Linked DNA regions of Mus musculus: regions 2, 3, 4, 5 and 6 are each linked to region 1. A link is a contact called in public Hi-C, Micro-C, promoter capture Hi-C and targeted proximity ligation data. All regions are on one chromosome and are shown on one strand. The core of a region is the stretch at or near the end of the contact, and the rest is flanking DNA. Distances in the headings are between cores, read along the strand shown. Region 1 holds the start of Exoc6 (exocyst complex component 6). Region 2 holds the start of Slc35g1 (solute carrier family 35, member G1). Region 3 holds the start of Fra10ac1 (FRA10AC1 homolog (human)). Region 4 overlaps Fra10ac1 (FRA10AC1 homolog (human)). Region 5 holds the start of Btaf1 (B-TFIID TATA-box binding protein associated factor 1). Region 6 holds the start of Ffar4 (free fatty acid receptor 4).

Region 1 (3,042 bases), core at 328-2,827:
AACCACTGAGCCATCTTTCCAGCCCCAAAAACTTTTATTAAAAGGGGGCCGGATATGATGGTTCATACCTTTAATCCCAGCACTTGGGAGGCAGAGGCAGTCAGACATCTGTGAGTTCAAGGCCAGCCTGGTCTATGTAGTGAGTTCAAGGCTACCAGAGCCACACAGTGAGAAAGTCATAGGCAAAGACTATGATAGCATTTGGAATCTGGCAAAGAAAAGGAACAAATTCTTTCCTAGAGTCTGGAAAAAAATGCAGTTGTGTCGCCATGTTGACTATAGCCCAGTGAGCATTCTAACAGATTACACTTGAGTCATTTTATGCTCTGGCATTTGTTACAGAAATAATGGAAGTTAATATAATATAGGATGTAGTACAAGGTAGATACCACAGTTATTAGCAGCTGCGGCTGGGGACACTGAGATAGAAAAGTATTAAGTTTTGCCTAGTGTCACATGACTGAGTGGGGTTTGGGACAGTTGTCTTCAGAGGACATGTTCTTAATTGTTTCTCAATATCATCTCCCAGGATTTCTTATGGGGAGGAAGAGGAGGAGGAAGAGGGAGAAAAGGAGAAGGAGGAAAAGGAGGAAGAAGAGGGAAAAAGCTGGTAGTAGAGGCCCAGGGAAGAGAGTGAGTCTGACAGCTGGCTCGTGCAAAGCCTGCCTGACTCACAGGGAAGCTCAGAGCTCCTGAACTTAGGGAGAGCAGAAAATTAGTTGTCCCTCTGGCTAGGTTTGAACTCTTTTCTGACTAATCTTCCATCAGTGCTTTGATCATGACAAGCTGGTTTACACGGTGTCCTAGATACAGGTTGTTAAGCAAGCCTCTTTTTCTACATGTGTCCCTTTGCTCAAGCCACCTGCCATTTCCTTCTACCACTTTATTGCTCATTCTTTCCCCCTAGAAGTCTATTCCCACCCCAGCCCAGCTACCACTCCCTGGGAGCGCTTGGATTCAAGAGCTTCAGCATGAAATCCAACATTGCCCTGGGCCTCTTTTCTACGTTGCCAGCAAGCGCCTTAGTCTTGTTCTCATTTTCCCTCATTTTGATAGTTTATGTCCAATATGACTAACCTCGGTGAACTTGCATCCGGCAGGGGACACGATTTTTTCAGAGCAGTCGAGGTATAGAATTTTTGTTTGTTCTTAAAATAAATCTCAACGACACACTCAGTTTTGATTTTCGGGAAAGCATTTGCTTTTCTCTGACTCCCCACTATTTAAAGCCCATCAGGTGCTCAGTAGCTTCTATCACTATTACTGAGGGCGTGTGACCGAGGGTCACCTCCGTTATTGCTAGGGTACCTGCAGTGCACAACAGCACACACTGCACTAAAACATCTCTAGATAACTAAGGGCAGGTCGCGAGGAAAGATGGAGGTGGTGGTTCCCCTCCCCTCCCGGCCACCCCCCCCCCCCGCCCCGATCCCCACCCTCTCCAGGTCATCCTTACCTCCCCAGGGGCGGGCTCCACCCGGGCGGGCCCCACCCACTGCGCCCCACCCCTCCAGGCCCCGCCCCTCCCCGCCCCGCAGCGCCGCGCCGCGCTTGCGCCACCTGCCGCTCGCTCCTGTGGTCCGCGCGCCGCCGCGCCCGGCCGGCGCCTCCGCTTCCAGCCAAGATGGCGGAGAGCTGCGAGGCTCTGGGCACGGTCCCGGAGCACGAGCGGATCTTGCAGGAGATCGAAAGCACCGACACCGCCTGCGTAGGGCCCACCCTCCGGTAAAGTTCTCACATGCCCCGGCTTTCGGGCTGCCCTGACCAGGGACTCCTTAGGAGCCGGGCGGGGCGTCCGCTGCCGGGTGCGCGCGCGTCGGCCCGACAGGTGGTGCGCGCGGGGGCGGGCGCTCGTGGGCTGCGGGACCCGGAGGGCCCGGGCACCTGTCACCGCGCCGCCTGTGGGTGTGGCTGCCAGGGTGTCTCTGACCCGGAGAGCCGCCCCAGCCTAGGGCCTTGATGCCCCAAGGCCCTGACCCCTAGGCGGAGGCTGTCTGCTCTGTGCTGGGGACGAAGGTCACCTGCAGGTGGCCGGCGTGACTGATCCCGGTGCCAAGTTGCGCGCTGATGGAAACCCCAGCGCACTGACTGCTCTGGGCGTGGGAGAATTGAAATTGAGCGGGAGACGCCAGCACCTTTCTCCCACGCTGCAGCACCCTTCTCCCCGGGCGAGACGCGAGCGTGGGCTGACAGCTCGAGTTCACGCAGGGGTGACGATGCTCTTGGGACAGGAAGCTTTTACTTATTGACAAACGTTATGTTGATTTTGTATTAAAATTTCAGCGTATTTTAAATGGATCCAAACCCACTCTCTTTAGGAATAGTACCAGTTAATGAATAGTCCATACCGGACGGAATACTTTCTGCCCCCATAGACTGGTACTGGTACAGAGCTATTAGCCATTAACACTAGGTTAGACACTTCAAGGATTACAATTTCATCTTTTGCAATTAGGATGAATGAACTTGTGGTTCATTAAGGGAATTTGAGACGGATTGTGCTTTGTCAGTAGTCTTTCTTCAGGACACACTTCCTGGAAATGGAATTCTGTTTTCTCACTGTAAATGTAGATAAAATGAAGTCAGTTCAACTTGTAAATTCACTTTGCCCCAGGGAGCCAGATCATGTGGTGTGTTTCTTGTTTCTTTCTCATAAACCTGTCACTGATGACTGAAAAAATCATTTAACCCCCTTGGCCTTGTTTTTGTATTTGTAGAACGGGGTGGGGTTGGGGTGGGGGTGGGGGTGGGAAGTTGTTTAGAACATGAGAGATCTTGCCCATTTATTCTCTACCTCCAAGCACTTAATAGGCAGGTTATGTTTTTTTATTACAGAAAGTTCCTGCTATGATATGCAAAGGCCTCATTAGTATCTTTTAATTTTCTTTTTCTTTCCTTTGTTTTTGTTTGCTAGACAGGGTTTCTCTGTGTAGCCCTGGCTATTCTGGAACTCACTTTGTAGACCAGGCTGTCCTCAAATTCAGAGGTTTACCTGCCTCTGCCTCCCATGTGCTGGGATTAAAGGTGTGCATCACCAATGCC
Region 2 (3,042 bases), core at 344-2,843, 850 kb after region 1:
TCTTGGAACTCTATAGACCAGGATGGCCTCAAACTCAGAAATCTGCCTGCCTCTGCCTCCCAAGTGCTGGGATTAAAGGCCTGTACCACCACTGCTCTGCAAGAGCTAACACTTCAGTGAGTTTGGAAAAGTATTTTTTTTTTAAAGAGGAGGAATTTCTAAGAAATATTAAATATGAGTCTTTTCTATCAAATACTTATAAAACGAGTTTAGGAGAAGGAATCAACGTCCTTTTATCTCACCCATACGCAAATGTTTCCATCTTTCCCACCACCCATTAAAATGTCTGTTTACACAAAGCCCAGTGCTATATTCCAGGAATTGCAGAACCAAAGATCAGCTTCCCCTTTCCCCTTCTTCCTTCATTTCAAGAGGGCCAGTTCTTAAAAAACTGGCGATGGAATAAGACTGTGAGGTTTGACCCCAGCCAATGGGGAAAAAGACGAAGTCCCATCTAAGGGGGAATGAAAAATAAATGCATTTCCTGTCTACGAGTTCCATCTTCAGAGTACACCCTCTTTTTTTTTTTTCCATTTTTTATTAGGTATTTAGCTCATTTACATTTCCAATGCTATACCAAAAGTCCCCCATACCCACCCACCCCCACTCCCCTACCCACCCACTCCCCCTTTTTGGCCCTGGCGTTCCCCTGTACTGGGGCATATAAAGTTTGCGTGTCCAATGGGCCTCTCTTTCCAGTGATGGCCGACTAGGCCATCTTCTGATACATATGCAGCTAGAGTCAAGAGCTCGGGGTACTGGTTAGTTCATCAAGAGTAAAATTTACCCCGCCTAGGCCCTTCACTTGGAATATCGGTCTCTTTCTTTGAAATCTGGAGCTAACAGAGCTGAGGTAGCTACTTGTCTCAGTTTGTTGAGACAGCCCCCTTTGCCTTGCAATTTTTGTTTGTTTGGATGGTTGGTTTTGGTTTTGTGGAGAAAGGGTTTCTCTGTGCTGCCAGGGCTTTCCTGGAACTCGCTCTGTAGACCAGGCTGGCCTTGAAGTCACAAAGATCCTCTTCACTCAATTTGCCACCACACCCAGGTGCCTTGCATTTTTAAAGAGCCCTCCTTTTCAATTTTATGTTTCAATCTTTATGTTTACACCTTAAATTCTTGGACAGGTCGAAGTGTGTTTAAAAACTCACATAATGCTTAGAAGTCCTCGGGGCATCACAGAGGTGATCCATATCAGTAAACAGACACTCAGTCCCTTTTAATTTAATTTAATTTAATTTAATTCATGTATTTATTTAGGGAGGGCGTCTCACTATACAGCCTTAGCTGGCTTTGAACTCACAAACCCACATGCCTCTGTCCCTAACTGCTGGGAGTAAGGGCGTGGGCTACCACGCCCAGCTCAGAGGTACAGTCTTTCTAAAGCAGCAGAAGGCCCCAAGACCCGAGGCGCCAGGGCTGAGAACCAAGCGTCCCTCCCTGTCTGTGCAAAGACAGAGGAGGACCAGTGTGCTGTCTAGCCCGACTGCCCTGGGGTGGGGGTGGGGGACAGTCACCGCGCCAGCTGTAGCCACCGCAGCCGGAGAGCACGAGCGAGCGCAGGCGGCGGGCTCCCCGGGGCGGGAGGGCAGCGGAGGACAAGCGCGCGGAGCCGGGCGCACGCGCACGCGCACACGCACCGGCTCGCCGGGGGCCGGAAGAGCCGAGCGGCCGGGCGGCAGCTGCGGGCGCCAGAAGGCGCGCGGCTGCGGGGAGAGCGCGGGCTGCGGGATGGGGCCCCCGGAGAGCGCGGCGGAGCTTGCAGCCGAGGCGGTGGAGCTGCGCGAGCCCGAGCTGCAGCTCGCGGACCCGGCGTCCCCCGGCGAGGAGCACGTGGACGTCGAGGCGGAGGGCGCCCCTGGCCGCGGCAGGTGCTGGCCGTGTGGAGCCTGGGCGTGCGGCTCGCGTGGGGAGCCCGGTGAGTGCGGGCGGGCGGGGTCGGTCTGGTCCTCTGCGCACCGGCCTGAGCCGAGACCCAGAAAGTTTCCGAGTGTTAATAACCCCAAATTGGTGACGGGGGGTGGGGGGTGGGGGGGTGGGGGACAGGACCTCGCAGTCCAGTGGCAGTCAGAGGTGAAAGGTCACCGAGAGGGGCCAGGCAGCGGGTGGCAGGAAGCCGACTTGGAACCCACATCGTGGGTGTAAACCGATCTTCCTGAACCAAGTTGGAAAGACTGGAGTTCTGGAAGTGTTTGTCACGGAATCTCAGCATCGCAGAGAGGAAGAGTTCAGTGGACCACTGACCCTCAAGCTTTGGGGGGACAGGGGGACTTTTTAGCTACTGGCTTAAAACGAGGTACACCTTGCGAGGAGCCTCGGTGAAGAACCCTTAACTTTCGTTCAAATTCCCCTAACAAAGAAGTAAAGAGAGGCCGTGGAAGATGGGGGTTCGGGATTCGGTCTCACCCCACCTCCATCTGCCAAGGTCTGGGTAGGGCAGGTCCAGACAGCACTAGGTAAGGCTCTCTACTTTTGCCAGAGACTCTGTCTGCCTAGGGCCCTTTCCACTAAATAGCTTTCCAGTAAGAAGCCCATCTTTTAGACCTTTCTCAATCTAATCTCCGGGGTCTCTTCCCCTGAATATGCCCTACGACTTCTGTGCCTCTTGTCCCACTCAGGTTCCTACCTTCTTAGTTGTGTTTTTCTGAGTTAAGAGAGAAAAGTCTCGGGGAGATGAGTATTGCTACATTTCTGTCCTGAAAGCAAAGAGAAAAGATCTCGGGTTTCTGATTTTGTTTGCATGGATAGGTTACCCCATGTTGGGCTGACTAACCCGGGAGCTCCTGAGGTCAGTTTTTTTTCTAGTCACCCTATGGGTGGATGTCATTCTGGCCTAATGTGGAACTGGGCCTTGCAAACTCTTTAGTTTTCCATTCGGGCATGAATGAAGGGGTCTGCATACTTACTCAGGCAGCACGTGCTAAAAATGTCAGCACATCGTGAATGCCCAGGAATCTTGCCCTTCAATTTCAAGACAAGTTTCTAACAGTTATTTTGAAAACAAAGCACAAGCCACTATAAGCCAAAAGTTGGCATTGGATTTTT
Region 3 (3,042 bases), core at 391-2,890, 670 kb after region 1:
TTATTACTTTGTCATAGACACAGTGATAAGCACTTTTATAAAGCTTATGATTTTTCAAGTTAAAAATAAGTACTTGCATTTTAGGAATGAAAATGTAGTTAAACTAATCTACTTGATTCTTAAGGCCCCAGTTTCAACAATCTCTTGGGAATATTAGGCACAACTTGCCAGAATTAGTGTTTGTAAACAGTACATTATCAACTGATTAAATTTTTTTTCCTTAATTTTTAAGCATGAGTTTTAGCTGAGGTCTCCTTAAGCTAAGTTTCCTTACCCCTAGGCTTAGTCAGTCTTATTATTTTCCGATGGATAGTCTTGGAATTGCTGAAAAGCTTCAGCTGTCAGTTGTGCCTGAAAAGGCATCTGACTCCAGCATTACACAGAGTTTGGAACACACATGAGCAAGGGTACAGATGATTTTACTACTGTATATCATCAATAGTCAACTCCTGCAGCTGAAAGGAGCCAGTCCAGGTCAAGTGATAATATTTTTCAGCTTTGGTATTTGTGTCAGTAAGTGTACAGAATTCGTAACACACATTAATAGGGGTAAAGGTGGGTTGCAATCTTTATTGCTGAAAGGACCCAGTCCAGGTAAAGAGACATTAACTTTAGCATCTGTGTTGGCAAGTACAGCTAGGATAGCCAGTGTCTGCGTTCTTGACTACCTTCTGTTTGTCATTCTGTTAAATAAGGTAGCTATGTCAAATCATTAAATTCTGTGAGTCTCTGCAACTCCATTTTCAAACTTGGGCGTGTGAGTATATACCTCTCTTCCTTATCCCACCAAATGCTAAAGAGAAGGCAACAGCCAAGCTTTGGAGACATAGGTTTGCAAGCCACAGTTCTTCCTGACCGACAGCTATCATTGCCTTATACACCTAGACGTCACACCTTTTAGCAGATCTCATCAAGGCTGTTCAAATTCTACTACCCTCTAATCCATCCTCACGTGCTTCATATATTGATGGTGGAAAACCGCAGTGTGGAGCCTGGAGCAGTTGCAGAATCTAAGGTCTGGCTGGCACAGACGCGTCTCCTACTTCCCCACTTATGTAAAGGTTAACATAGAGGTTATGTAAAGAAGCCCAAACCTCAAGCTTACATAGTTTGGGGACGGTACCTAGTACAGGAAGACCTGAAACTAGTAGAACCTGGAACTAGTAGATCATCTTGACCCCTCATTCCAGACACCTCTTCTCTGCTCCGACGCCACATTTCTTTTTATCTCGGGCAGCTTCATCCATCCCTTGAGCTATCTTAACCCAGTAGCTTCACTAAAAAGCTCTCACTCAAATCATGCTATCAACTGACTGGAATTAAGAAAATCTCGAGAATAGGGCATCTGCTGCCTCCCGAATCTGTCAAAATAAAAATGAGACTCAACTACTAAGAACCAGTTTCAAAGTCCTCTCTGAGATCAAACACGCCCACGGCCCTCCTTACACACCCCTTCCCTTCCGCTCTTCTCTGTCTGGCAAGTTCGCCCCCAAGAGTCCTGACAGCTGCAGCGACGAGCCACGGCCTCAGCGAGCCGCTGCAGGTCCGCGCCGGTCCTCCAGAGCCACGCAGCGCCGCCGCCCGCGCCACTGTCACCGCACGCTGCACGCCTGGCCCTACGGGTACCGGCTGGGAACCGCTTCCGGCCCGGCTCAGAGGCGTGTCACATCGATAAGACACCGTTCTCCGGCGCGCCGACTCTGTGCTGCAGCCAGAATGGCTCGGGGGTAAACAAAGACGGCGGAAGAAAAGGCCCGGAAGAGGAAGCAGAGGCTCCCTGCTTTGGTCCCTCATTTTTCCTTTGGGCCATCTCCTTTTTCCTCTAGGGAATCCAATATGTAGTACAATGTGGCACTGCCCAGCCCACGTCCTTCATTGGAAAATGTATATTGCTATAGAGAAAAACCCCGCCTGTCACCTGCGGTCCTCTCTCTAGTAACCTTAGTAACGCCTCCACCGAGCATCCTCGCCCAGCCAGCAGCTCAGCCTCAGATCTGCCTTATCACCCCCTCTTTTTCCCCTACGAAAACAGTGCTCATAATTAGAACAGAAATAGCTTCCCCGCGTTCCGCCACCCACACAATAGATACTGTTCCAAAGGCAGTGCTGGCGGCTGAAGAGATCGAGTTGGCAAGGAAAAGAAGAAATGGGGAATGAAAAAGATTTCACAGGGTCGCAGATTCTACGCCAATAAGCAACCTAGCACACGCAGAAAGGGCATCCAATATAAAATTTAAGGAAAAAAAAAAAAAAAAAAAACACCTCAGGCAGCCAGAATTAAATTATTTTAAGCTCCACTGGGTTGTTCCTGCATTGTGTTTGCCCTACACCGTGACGTCCCATTCCTCTTTCCACTGGGTACAGATCTTGCTTCTCTTCAATACCAGCAGTTATTCATCTCGCACTCCGCAGCCAACACTGTGCCTTTGAAATCACAGGAGCTACTAAAACATTTGCTGAACAGAACTGGCATGCTTCTCACTTTTACAGCGGGTCCATGTTAAGGAAGAACTCTGAATCTTAATACACGTTCATTTTAAATCTTTTATCCTAACCAGTAGATAACAATATCCCTGTCAATCAGTTCAAGACTTTTTTTATTCCTGGCAGCAAATCATAGATACACCCTGATTTACATAGAGCAGCGATTGCAATCTTGTTAATTACAAAATTATAAATTTATGCATTTCAAGGTGCATTTGAATTATACTACAATAAAAATGTTTCCTTTAAAAATGTAAATAGGAAACCTCATAATTTAATATTATTAAAGTATTGAGTTAATTTGTCAAGCAGTCAATTTTTATAGATATCTAAAAACCAAATACTTTGTCCTTTTATCACTAATAAGAACTCCTGTAGCCTAAATGAAACTCTTGTATACCAATATTTGACATGCATTAGCATTTTTGTTCCTTTTTAAAAAACATCTTTTATCTATTAACTTCTTTTTAGTTTTCCAACAACCCTGTGCTGCTGTTGTAGGCCCTGCATTTAAATTTTTTAAAGATGTTGCTTCTGTGTCATATGTGTGTGCCTGCT
Region 4 (3,042 bases), core at 237-2,736, 640 kb after region 1:
TCCCCAAACAATGACTGGTAATAAACTTGCACCTTACCAGGATAGGGAGACTTTGGCACTAAATCAACATCCATGGCATTAAATATTTTCATCAACTGCTATCAAGAACGGCAGTACCCACAGATGCTAAGCTGAGGCCAGGATGGAGCACCTGCGAATGAGCACTTACTGGGACTTCTCATCTGTCTCTGGCAGCGGACCCTTCCAGAGCTCAGAGTCTGAAGCACTGTCTTCCTCCTCAGCGTTTCCTGCTCATTGACAAGGAAATGTCGTCATTGTTTTAACATAACGCATTCTGAATCGTTTACCAGTGCAATTAAATTAACCATGAATTTAGCAGTATTTTAGCTTCAACTTCTATGATTCCACAAAATTTAACTTATTCCTCAAGATACCATAAATTTTAAAAAATTAAACAATATGAAAAACACCAGAGCCTCATCAAAAAGTGAATGCAAGTAATATCTAATGAACAACTTCCCCATGTTACACTAAAATAGCAGCTGGTTTAATTATTTCCTTGGCCATACAACAGAAATGAAGAATTTTGTAAAGAACATATATGTATTAGGACCTACACTCAAGATTAGTTCCTGTAGGCTAAGGGTTTTCACTGGAGATGAGCCACTTACTAATGTAATTACATCATGGAATAGTTTGTCTGCCTGATACTACTTTATCCAATATTGAATAAATTTTAGTTGAGTTTAGATAATTCATGTGAGGTCTATTTTGTTATATTTTAAAAATAGGAATATATTATCTTTACTGATTTTATAGGTAATACATACTGCCACTGTCTAAAATAAAAGCAATTTGGAAATGTTTAAAGTCCTAAGGAAAAGTTACCCCAGGCCACAGGTAATACAGTCACTTTTTAAGTGTGGTTGGTCTTTAAAAAGGTATCATTCATATATATATATATATATTTAAATTAAGATTATACTGTGCATAACTGTAACTATAAAGGATTTGAGATAGCAGAGACAGTTCTCCTTGACAATACGTATAAATATGTCAAAGCTTTTATAATGAGATTTCTTTCTAGGATTTATCTTTGTTTTGAATGATGCATATGTATGTACAGGTGTTTGCAGAGGGCTGAGGTGTCAGATCTCCCAATGAAGGCGCTAGAACTGAACTTGGATCCTCTCCAAGGCCAATATGTGCTTTAGCCACAGAGCCATCTATCTAGCCCTGTGAAAACCTTAAACAAACAAACAAAACAAAACAAAACAAAACAAAAACTGTTATATGGAATTTGATTAACCAATCGTTAATTTCTGATTGGTGGGGATTTAGGCTGTATTTCCCATTTTTATTTTTATTGGGGGTGAGGGTGGGTGGGGAGCAGTCTGGTGATTAAACCCAGGATCTTAAACATGCTAGCAAGAGCTCCACAGTGGGCGGGCACACAGTCCACCACGCTGTTTTTCTTGGTGAACAGTGTGCATTTCTGCCCATGTTTATCTGAGGAGCTTATCTATTCCAAATAAAATATCAAATTCCAAAAGCAGCATCATTGGCCACCACATGTGCTCTAACCCAGTTACAGGGTCAGGTTTTCCTCCAGAAGAAAGGTTAGAGAGTTTCCATTCTTCCAAACAATGTCTGAGAAGGCCTCCTCTTCTCAGAATAAGTTTTTCTAAAGTAATAAGCATTATTTTTCCAAATGTTTGACAAATACTCTTTCAAATGTAAGAGAACATCTTGATGTGCTCATCCTAACACAGTGTGCTCTTTACAAACCTTAACTTACACAACGTCCATAGGATTAAAAGAAAAGATGCTACTTCAAGAATGACGTAATAAGAGCTAATTGCCTTGGAGAGTTACCACTAGAGTTCTGACTTAACTCGGATTTGGCTTGCCAGTACAGAACGTCCCTCAGTTCAGCACAGGACAAAAATAAAGCCGCATTGATTTGCCACGGTGGTTCTAGCCTTTTACCTGCTGGACTCTGATCTTTGAATCAATGTGTATGCCTGAACTTTGATCCTAACTGAACCTGTTGTGGCACCAACTTTAACAAATAGCAGGGGGAGGGTGCTGTCTAATGAGCTATGTACACATGATGATGAAACTATAAAGTCTTAGAGGAAGATTCCTGCTCTGTGACAGCCATCAACACAGTTCCCAGTGTCTTGAACTGATAACACAAGAAAGAATAAAATCTTCCACTTGCTGAGATAAGAAAGAACAGAAAACCCAATTATGCCTAATGAAGTTCTCTATATGGCATTACTGTCCAGCCGTCAGAGAACAGAACCTACATGGCCTTTAAAAACAAGCAGTTGATTGTAAAATCTTACACTGCAAACAGCTCTGGTGTTCACTCTGTTCCCTCTTAAGAATACTTTCCACAAGTCAGCTTTTCTACACTAATTTCCTTTGTATGAGTCTATCTGTCTGTGTGTGGTATGCATAAGTATAGTGTGTGCGTGTATACATGAAGGACAAAGGTCAACTTCTAGTGTTGTTCCTTGGGTACTGTCCACAGAAGGGGTCTTTCACTGGCCCTGAACTTACTAAACAGGTGAGGCTGCCTGACACAAACCCAGAGATCTGCCTGTCTCTGCCTTCCCAGCCCTAAGATTGAAAATGTGTGCAACTATACCTGGACATTTATCATACACTTATTTTTATATATGTGCATGCTCATGCAGGGGTGCTCATGCAGGACACAGTATGGAGGCTAGACAAGAAGCTATGGAAATCAGTTCTATCCCACTCCCACGTGGGTTCAGGGATTAAGCTGTCAAGTTTGGTGGCAAGCGCTTTCACTCACTGAGCTGACCTTGTCCCAGTTTTTAAAGTGGGCTCTGAGAACTCAATTCAGTATCTCTTGCTTTCACGGAAGCACTGTACCAAATGGACTATTGCCCCAGCCCAGCAGCACATCAATTTTCTAATACCAGATAATGAAATTTTACTTTTAAAAAGTTAAATCATCTTAAAATAAATCCCTCTGACAGAGTATCCATTGGAAAAGTGGTCAAATTACCTCAGAGAATCAAATCTATAGGAATAGACTAAATGATC
Region 5 (3,042 bases), core at 183-2,682, 620 kb before region 1:
ATATATATATATGTGTGTGTGTGTGTGTATACATACATATATATGTGTGTGTGTATATATGTGTATATATATATATATATATATACATATATATAGTTTTATTTATATGAGTACACTGTCCCTCTCCTCAGACACACCAGAAGAGAGCATCAGATCCCATTACAAATGGTTGTGAGCCACCATGTAGTTGCTGGGAATTGAACTCAGGACCTCTGGAAGAACAGCCAGCATTCTTAACTGTTGAGCCATCTCTCCAGCCCTGGACCTATATTTTTTGATACTAGGGAAAACATATAGAAAATGTAAACTAGATCATTTCTCTTGCTCAAAACACTCTTCTATACTTCGTATAGAACCCAAATCCTGGGCTTCTAGCCCCACCGTGGAAAAACATCACACTACTTTATAGCTTTGCCTTGTAATGTAAGGGGTAATGTTAGTCACCTGTGCAATACTTTAGCAAGTACTTAGTTCATCTTTTCCTATACAGATCTATTTTACAGTTCACCAAGTTCTTGTGAACTTTCCTGGGTTCATGACATCCCTCCCCACCTTCCACAACCTTTTACAGTGCTTCTCATCATACAGATGACAAGCAGACTCAAAGCCTGAGACATAACTTCTAAATAGGTAACAAGAAGCTAGTGGGCATGTTTTATAAGGAAGGGCGACAGGACAGGTGCTTTTGATGATTAATCTGTCAGTGGCCTATAAACTGGGCTTGCCGAAACTAGAGAAATACTAGTTTGACTACTGGCATTAAAAACAAATTCTAAGGCTATGGTAGTTTACAGAGGAGTGTTTGGCAGTGGAGGGACGGAAGGAGGAAAAGACGGGAAGAAGGGTGATAGGCCTAGGCAAAATCATTAGCAGTCCCTTCACCATTTATGCAGAACTTAATGGTAAATAATAGTAAACACACACTTGAGCCTCCTCCCACCCTCTTCCTCGCGGAACCACACTGCAAATTCTTGGCCCGGAGATTGCTTTGTAGCCCAGACTGACCCCCAATTTCACAATCTGCTGCCTCAGCCTCCCAGGTGCTAGGATTATAGGCCTGCACCACCCTAGCCAGCCCTCGGCAGTGTTTCCTTCTTGACTTCATCCCGCCCACAGCATCGCGACCTGGGCCGGAGTCTCCTTTCTCCAGTTTGTTCCTGTTTGGAAGCCGCCTAGCTGGGTAGTAGGGTCAGGATGGAGAGAGCACTTAGAGACCGAGGTTTGGAACTTTCGGAACTTTAGCTAGGTGATCTTTATCGCTCTCTGGAAGATCAAGACCTCTTTCCGTTTCTCCCATTAATCTTAAAGACTGGGAGCCGGGCTCCCGATCCACGCTGCCAACCCGCTCCCACTGCCGCGGGGCGCTGCTACATTCCGCTCGCCGGCAGGGAGTGGGGATGGGGGGGGGGGGAAAACGTGCCGGTGACGTCACTTCCGGCGTGCAGACGCTAAGTCCGGCGTGCCGGCGTCTGCGTCAGCAGAGAGCGGGGCTGGGGGCACCCGGTTTGAAGTGGTGCGGGTCAGAGCGGCGCCGCCTCCGCCCGTGTGTGGGACCCTGGTCGCTGCGGAGACGAGCTCCGGTGGCCGGCACATGCCGGAAGGCCCGTGCGGGCCGCTCCACGCCGCGCCGCCTGCCGCCCTGCGCCCGGCGGCCTGGGCCTGCGCCGCTCTGCTCGGGAAACGAACGCCGGAGCGGCGCGGCGTGTAGCTCCCTGAGAGTTCCGAACCGCCGGCGCCGGCCATGGCGGTCTCCAGGTGGGTGTCGCCGCCCGTCAGCTAACGGGGAGCGCGCGCGGGCGGGCGGGCGAGGCTGTCGGTCGGCTCCCGGCGCGACGGTGCGGGGCGTGAGCGCTGCTTCTCGTTCGCTCGCCCAGACTTCCGAGGCTTCCCTCGGCTGGCAGGCGCTTTGGGCTCGGGTTACCCGGAGAAGTCGGCTCACGAAGCGCTTTTTCTCCTGGTTAAATGTGACTCGGCGCGTTCGATCTGGCTTTTTTTTTTTTTTCTTTTTTCCTTTTTTCTTTTTTCTTCACCACGTTGCTCCTCTTTGGTTTCTCTTCCCTCTTTGAATTTCTAGGCGAGTTTCTTTTCTTTTTCTTTCGTAGTATCAAAGTCTGTTCCCAAACCACCATTTCACGGCAAAACTTGGTAGTAACTGTCGATGGAGGCGGGGGTTGAAACACTGTTATCTAAGAGACCATCTGGTTATGCTAAATTTTAAAAAAAATTTACAGCGTAACGGGTATAGTCTTGCTCACTTTTTTCTTGAGGTCTAATTCCTCCTTTTTGTTAAGCAGTAAGTATTCTGTCAATCAGCGTGTGGTCTTAAGCAGATGACTATTTTAGCATCTTTCCCCAAGCGTTATCACAGATCTTAAATTATTGTAAAATTTTGCCCACGTGGAAGAGTCTGGGAAAATTATGGAAAGACGTATAAACATTTAACTTGTGTAGCTTCTGATGATAGAATGAGTTGAAAACTTGGAAATGATTTTGGTGTCCCGCTGACGTTTAAGTCGTCGGGATGGTCTCTCCGTGTTTAGTCATTAAGAGTTACCAAAGTCCTTTAGGGATGATGAGATAATGAGAATTGAGTCCTTTCACCAAATGGACTGAGGGAGATAAATGACGAAAATAAACAGCTTTCACTAATTTTTCGAAATTAGTTGAACACATTCCTTTATGCACACTCTTATAAGGAAGGAGTAACCCAAGTCACACACTCCCTAGGTAACTGATGAAATAGTGTGTGGGAGAATCCCATGGGAGCTGAGTGAAGGGAGTTGCTAGGTACTGGTAGTAGGGACAGCTAATTTTTATTTCATAAGCAGACTTAGTGGGAGAAAGACTCTTATTTCAGCACCTATGAAACTGCTTTAAGAGAATACAAGTGGCATTTATTTCTGCAAGTACAGATAGATTTATCTTATAATTTATCTTCCATGTAAATGCATAAATATATACACCAGAAATATGTTGGTACATGAGCATGAGATTTAAAGTCTCTTTTCTGTCTTCTCTTTCTTCTTTGAGACAAGGGGCTCA
Region 6 (3,042 bases), core at 405-2,904, 550 kb after region 1:
TGGGCTCAGACAGTTCATGAGATGCCCAGTCTGGTTTCTGCTAGTATCAACCTTAAGCTCCTCCAGGAGCATCTGAGCTGCTGTGAGGTAGTTCACTCAGAACAAACAAACCATTAACTATGCAACTGGTGATTCCTTTTTTTTTTTTTTAACAATACAGAATATGAGTGTGATTTTATAATATAGAATGTAAGTGTTCCTTTCAGTTGTCCATTCTGATCTCTCCCTCCCTCTCTCCCTCCTTCCCTCTCTCCCTCCCTCCCTTCCTCTCCTTTCCTCCCTCACTTTTCCCACCTCTCTACACAGAGCTAGTATCTCTTGACCCCAATCAGACAGTTCCCAAAGTCCCATCTCTGAGGCCCCTTCGTTTCACTCTTTTTTTTTTTTTTCTTTTTCTTTTTTTGGCTTTTCCAGCAGTGCCCAGCCCCCACTGGTTCCACTTTCCAACTTGAAGCTACCCAAACCTCCAGCTGTGCCTCTCTCCCACTGACATAGGATCTGCACATCATGTTAGAAGTCACAGCATGTACTTGGAGTCACATGCGGGTGATAAGCAGAGGCGCACATGCATGCGCTTCCAGGCACCACCGTCAACTTCAACGGGCACATGCTGTTCTTCATAAATACCTGGAGACAAACCACCAGGCAGAATAGGCAGGAGGAGAGGCCTGGGGGTGTGGCAAAGGGAGAGGGCATGAGGTCTTAGGTGGTTGGAGTACTTAGAGAAGTGGTCTTTAGATCTCAGTCCCCAAACACACTTTTAACTGACTAGTTATCTCATTTTCTAGAAAAGGAAACCAGAAGCAATGGTGGGTGGTTTAATGGCAAGAAGGAAGTCTAGGGGTCCAGGAACGTCTATTAGTCACCAAAGGCCACCTTAGCAAAGTCATTCTCGCAGAGGCTCAGGTTTCTTCTCTAACAGAATCAGAAGGTCAAGTGCTCTCACCCTGGGAGCCTGAGGCACTTTCAAAGCTTGACTGTGCACCTGACCTCTCTCCCTCCCCTCATCCTCCCTCTCACCCCTCCCTGCACTTCCGTGCTGAGTATCAAACCCAGGGCCTCCCTCACACTAGGTGTATGCTCTACACAAAGAACCAAATTCTCAGGCAAAGTAATTCTTCCTATTTTGCAAACGCAAACAAACAAACTGGTATATAAGGAGATTAACTCACCCCCAAATCAGATAAACACTGGCCCATTACAAGTTGTTTTGGGATCAACCTCCTACCTATGGGATTTCTTTAGAGCAGTCTGAACTACACTGGTCCGCACCATTTCCCAAGTTCAACTCTGACACTCTTCGATCAGGGTTAGCTTAAGTAGGATTTCAGTAATCAGTGTCCATGAAAGATGAAGAAGGCGGCCTCGGGGGCGGGGGGGGGGGGGGGGGCGGGGCAGGGACAGGGAGGCGGAGATTCTTTAATTTTCTGGCTTAAGAGCACTTAGACTGCCCAAGGGTCTGAGGTCTCTGCCTTGGTGGCCACCTTCCCACCCACGGTGTTCAGGCCAGTGTTGCCAGGCACTTCCTCGTTCCGGTGCGCCCTGGACGCAGCTCCTACGCCCAGAGCCTGGGCAACTCGGGCGGGAGGGTGACAGAGGGGAGGTGTCGCAACCTCCTCCCTCCCTCTTTCCCCGCCTTGGCATTCAGTTACCTCGCAGATGAGCGCTCTCTCAGACAGCGGCGGGCGGCCGGGCGCCCGGCATGTCCCCTGAGTGTGCACAGACGACGGGCCCTGGCCCCTCGCACACCCTGGACCAAGTCAATCGCACCCACTTCCCTTTCTTCTCGGATGTCAAGGGCGACCACCGGTTGGTGTTGAGCGTCGTGGAGACCACCGTTCTGGGGCTCATCTTTGTCGTCTCACTGCTGGGCAACGTGTGTGCTCTAGTGCTGGTGGCGCGCCGTCGGCGCCGTGGGGCGACAGCCAGCCTGGTGCTCAACCTCTTCTGCGCGGATTTGCTCTTCACCAGCGCCATCCCTCTAGTGCTCGTCGTGCGCTGGACTGAGGCCTGGCTGTTGGGGCCCGTCGTCTGCCACCTGCTCTTCTACGTGATGACAATGAGCGGCAGCGTCACGATCCTCACACTGGCCGCGGTCAGCCTGGAGCGCATGGTGTGCATCGTGCGCCTCCGGCGCGGCTTGAGCGGCCCGGGGCGGCGGACTCAGGCGGCACTGCTGGCTTTCATATGGGGTTACTCGGCGCTCGCCGCGCTGCCCCTCTGCATCTTGTTCCGCGTGGTCCCGCAGCGCCTTCCCGGCGGGGACCAGGTGAGCGCTGGCTGCGTGCAACGCAACAAGTATCCAGGCGGGCTGCTGGTGGGAGGCAAGGATCTGACCAAAGCCGTGGGCCGGGGGTGGGGGTGGGGGATAGTGACTAGTAACAATAATAGGTCGTGGGTGGAATTGTATCCTTTTTGGCAGACCCAGTGCCCAATACTCTGGAGTTTAATTTCGTCAGTTTACCCACAGTGCCAAGTGGGTAAGTAAATCCTCACAAGTGTTAAGGGGGCCTTCCCGGACTTTTTGCAAACTGCAGAGACTATTATGAGGCTAATTAAGCAATGGGAGCTTACAGCCAGGTGGGACACAGGGTGCGAGGTGGCTTCTCACAGAGTTTCTGCTTTCTCTCCAAATGTCACGCTACTGTTATTATCGCATCTATTTAACAGACAAAGAAGCTGGGGCACCCAGCATCTTCCTTATTGCTGGGCTCCTGCTTAGAAGAGCAGTCTCAAGGAGAAATCCTACAGTAGTGGGATGTCCCCTGGGGGAAAGGTTCCTGTTCCCGCATATACTCTGACCAGAAATGCTGGTTATGTGAACCCCACTCACCCCCCTCCTCAGCCCCCAAACCTCCGAACACAGAGGAGGGCTTCCAGGGTTGGCAGTGTCCACAGACCAATCGCTTTTTTTTTTTTTTTTAATTGAGGGCAAGGGTGGATGAAGGCTACACCCTGACAAACGGTATCTTAAAAAAAAAAAAATCAACCCCCCCAACTCACAGAGGGGAGTGTTTGTTTGGTACTGACTTTGAATGACTA

Evidence for each region. Promoter capture Hi-C pulls out the DNA fragments that hold promoters and counts their contacts. A called contact is a pair of places that touch in the nucleus more often than the background predicts.
Region 2: a contact with region 1 is called in a Micro-C map of embryonic stem cells, with 4 times the contacts expected there. A contact is called at or near these places in 4 of 39 promoter capture datasets (the C10 cell line, the HPC-7 cell line, cranial neural crest and 1 more), 2 of 484 Hi-C or Micro-C datasets (both in embryonic stem cells) and 2 of 130 datasets of targeted methods (embryonic stem cells and stem cell-derived neural progenitor cells).
Region 3: a promoter capture Hi-C map of pre-B cells shows a contact between it and region 1. A contact is called at or near these places in 9 of 39 promoter capture datasets (the C10 cell line, the HPC-7 cell line, cranial neural crest and 5 more) and 3 of 130 datasets of targeted methods (large pre-B cells, pro-B cells and stem cell-derived neural progenitor cells).
Region 4: a Hi-C map of liver shows a contact between it and region 1, with 3 times the contacts expected there. A contact is called at or near these places in 1 of 39 promoter capture datasets (liver), 3 of 484 Hi-C or Micro-C datasets (cortical neurons, liver and palatal mesenchyme) and 1 of 130 datasets of targeted methods (differentiating embryonic stem cells).
Region 5: a contact with region 1 is called in a targeted proximity ligation map of bone marrow-derived macrophages, with 2.8 times the contacts expected there. A contact is called at or near these places in 2 of 39 promoter capture datasets (the C10 cell line and embryonic stem cells), 4 of 484 Hi-C or Micro-C datasets (B cells, CD4 T cells, CD8 T cells and 1 more) and 5 of 130 datasets of targeted methods (bone marrow-derived dendritic cells, bone marrow-derived macrophages, hepatocytes and 1 more).
Region 6: a targeted proximity ligation map of bone marrow-derived macrophages shows a contact between it and region 1, with 2.9 times the contacts expected there. A contact is called at or near these places in 1 of 39 promoter capture datasets (liver), 1 of 484 Hi-C or Micro-C datasets (embryonic stem cells) and 3 of 130 datasets of targeted methods (bone marrow-derived macrophages, embryonic stem cells and pancreatic cancer cells).

What each region holds. Positions count from the first base shown.
Region 1 is chr19:37,548,841-37,551,882 of GRCm38.p6, forward strand. Exoc6 (exocyst complex component 6) reads left to right here and starts at 1,578. Exons shown (of 22, transcript NM_175353.2): 1 at 1,578-1,725. The coding sequence starts at 1,625.
Region 2 is chr19:38,394,387-38,397,428 of GRCm38.p6, forward strand. It overlaps Slc35g1 (solute carrier family 35, member G1), which reads left to right and starts at 1,594. Exons shown (of 3, transcript NM_175507.3): 1 at 1,594-1,915. The coding sequence starts at 1,729.
Region 3 is chr19:38,222,512-38,225,553 of GRCm38.p6, forward strand. It overlaps Fra10ac1 (FRA10AC1 homolog (human)), which reads right to left and starts at 1,641. Exons shown (of 14, transcript NM_001081075.2): 1 at 1,451-1,641.
Region 4 is chr19:38,189,660-38,192,701 of GRCm38.p6, forward strand. It overlaps Fra10ac1 (FRA10AC1 homolog (human)), which reads right to left. Exons shown (of 14, transcript NM_001081075.2): 13 at 170-248. Among named protein-coding and RNA genes, the nearest start is that of Gm52398, 27 kb to the left of the region's middle.
Region 5 is chr19:36,924,647-36,927,688 of GRCm38.p6, forward strand. It overlaps Btaf1 (B-TFIID TATA-box binding protein associated factor 1), which reads left to right and starts at 1,433. Exons shown (of 38, transcript NM_001080706.1): 1 at 1,433-1,755. The coding sequence starts at 1,742.
Region 6 is chr19:38,095,425-38,098,466 of GRCm38.p6, forward strand. It overlaps Ffar4 (free fatty acid receptor 4), which reads left to right and starts at 1,655. Exons shown (of 3, transcript NM_181748.2): 1 at 1,655-2,269. The coding sequence starts at 1,703.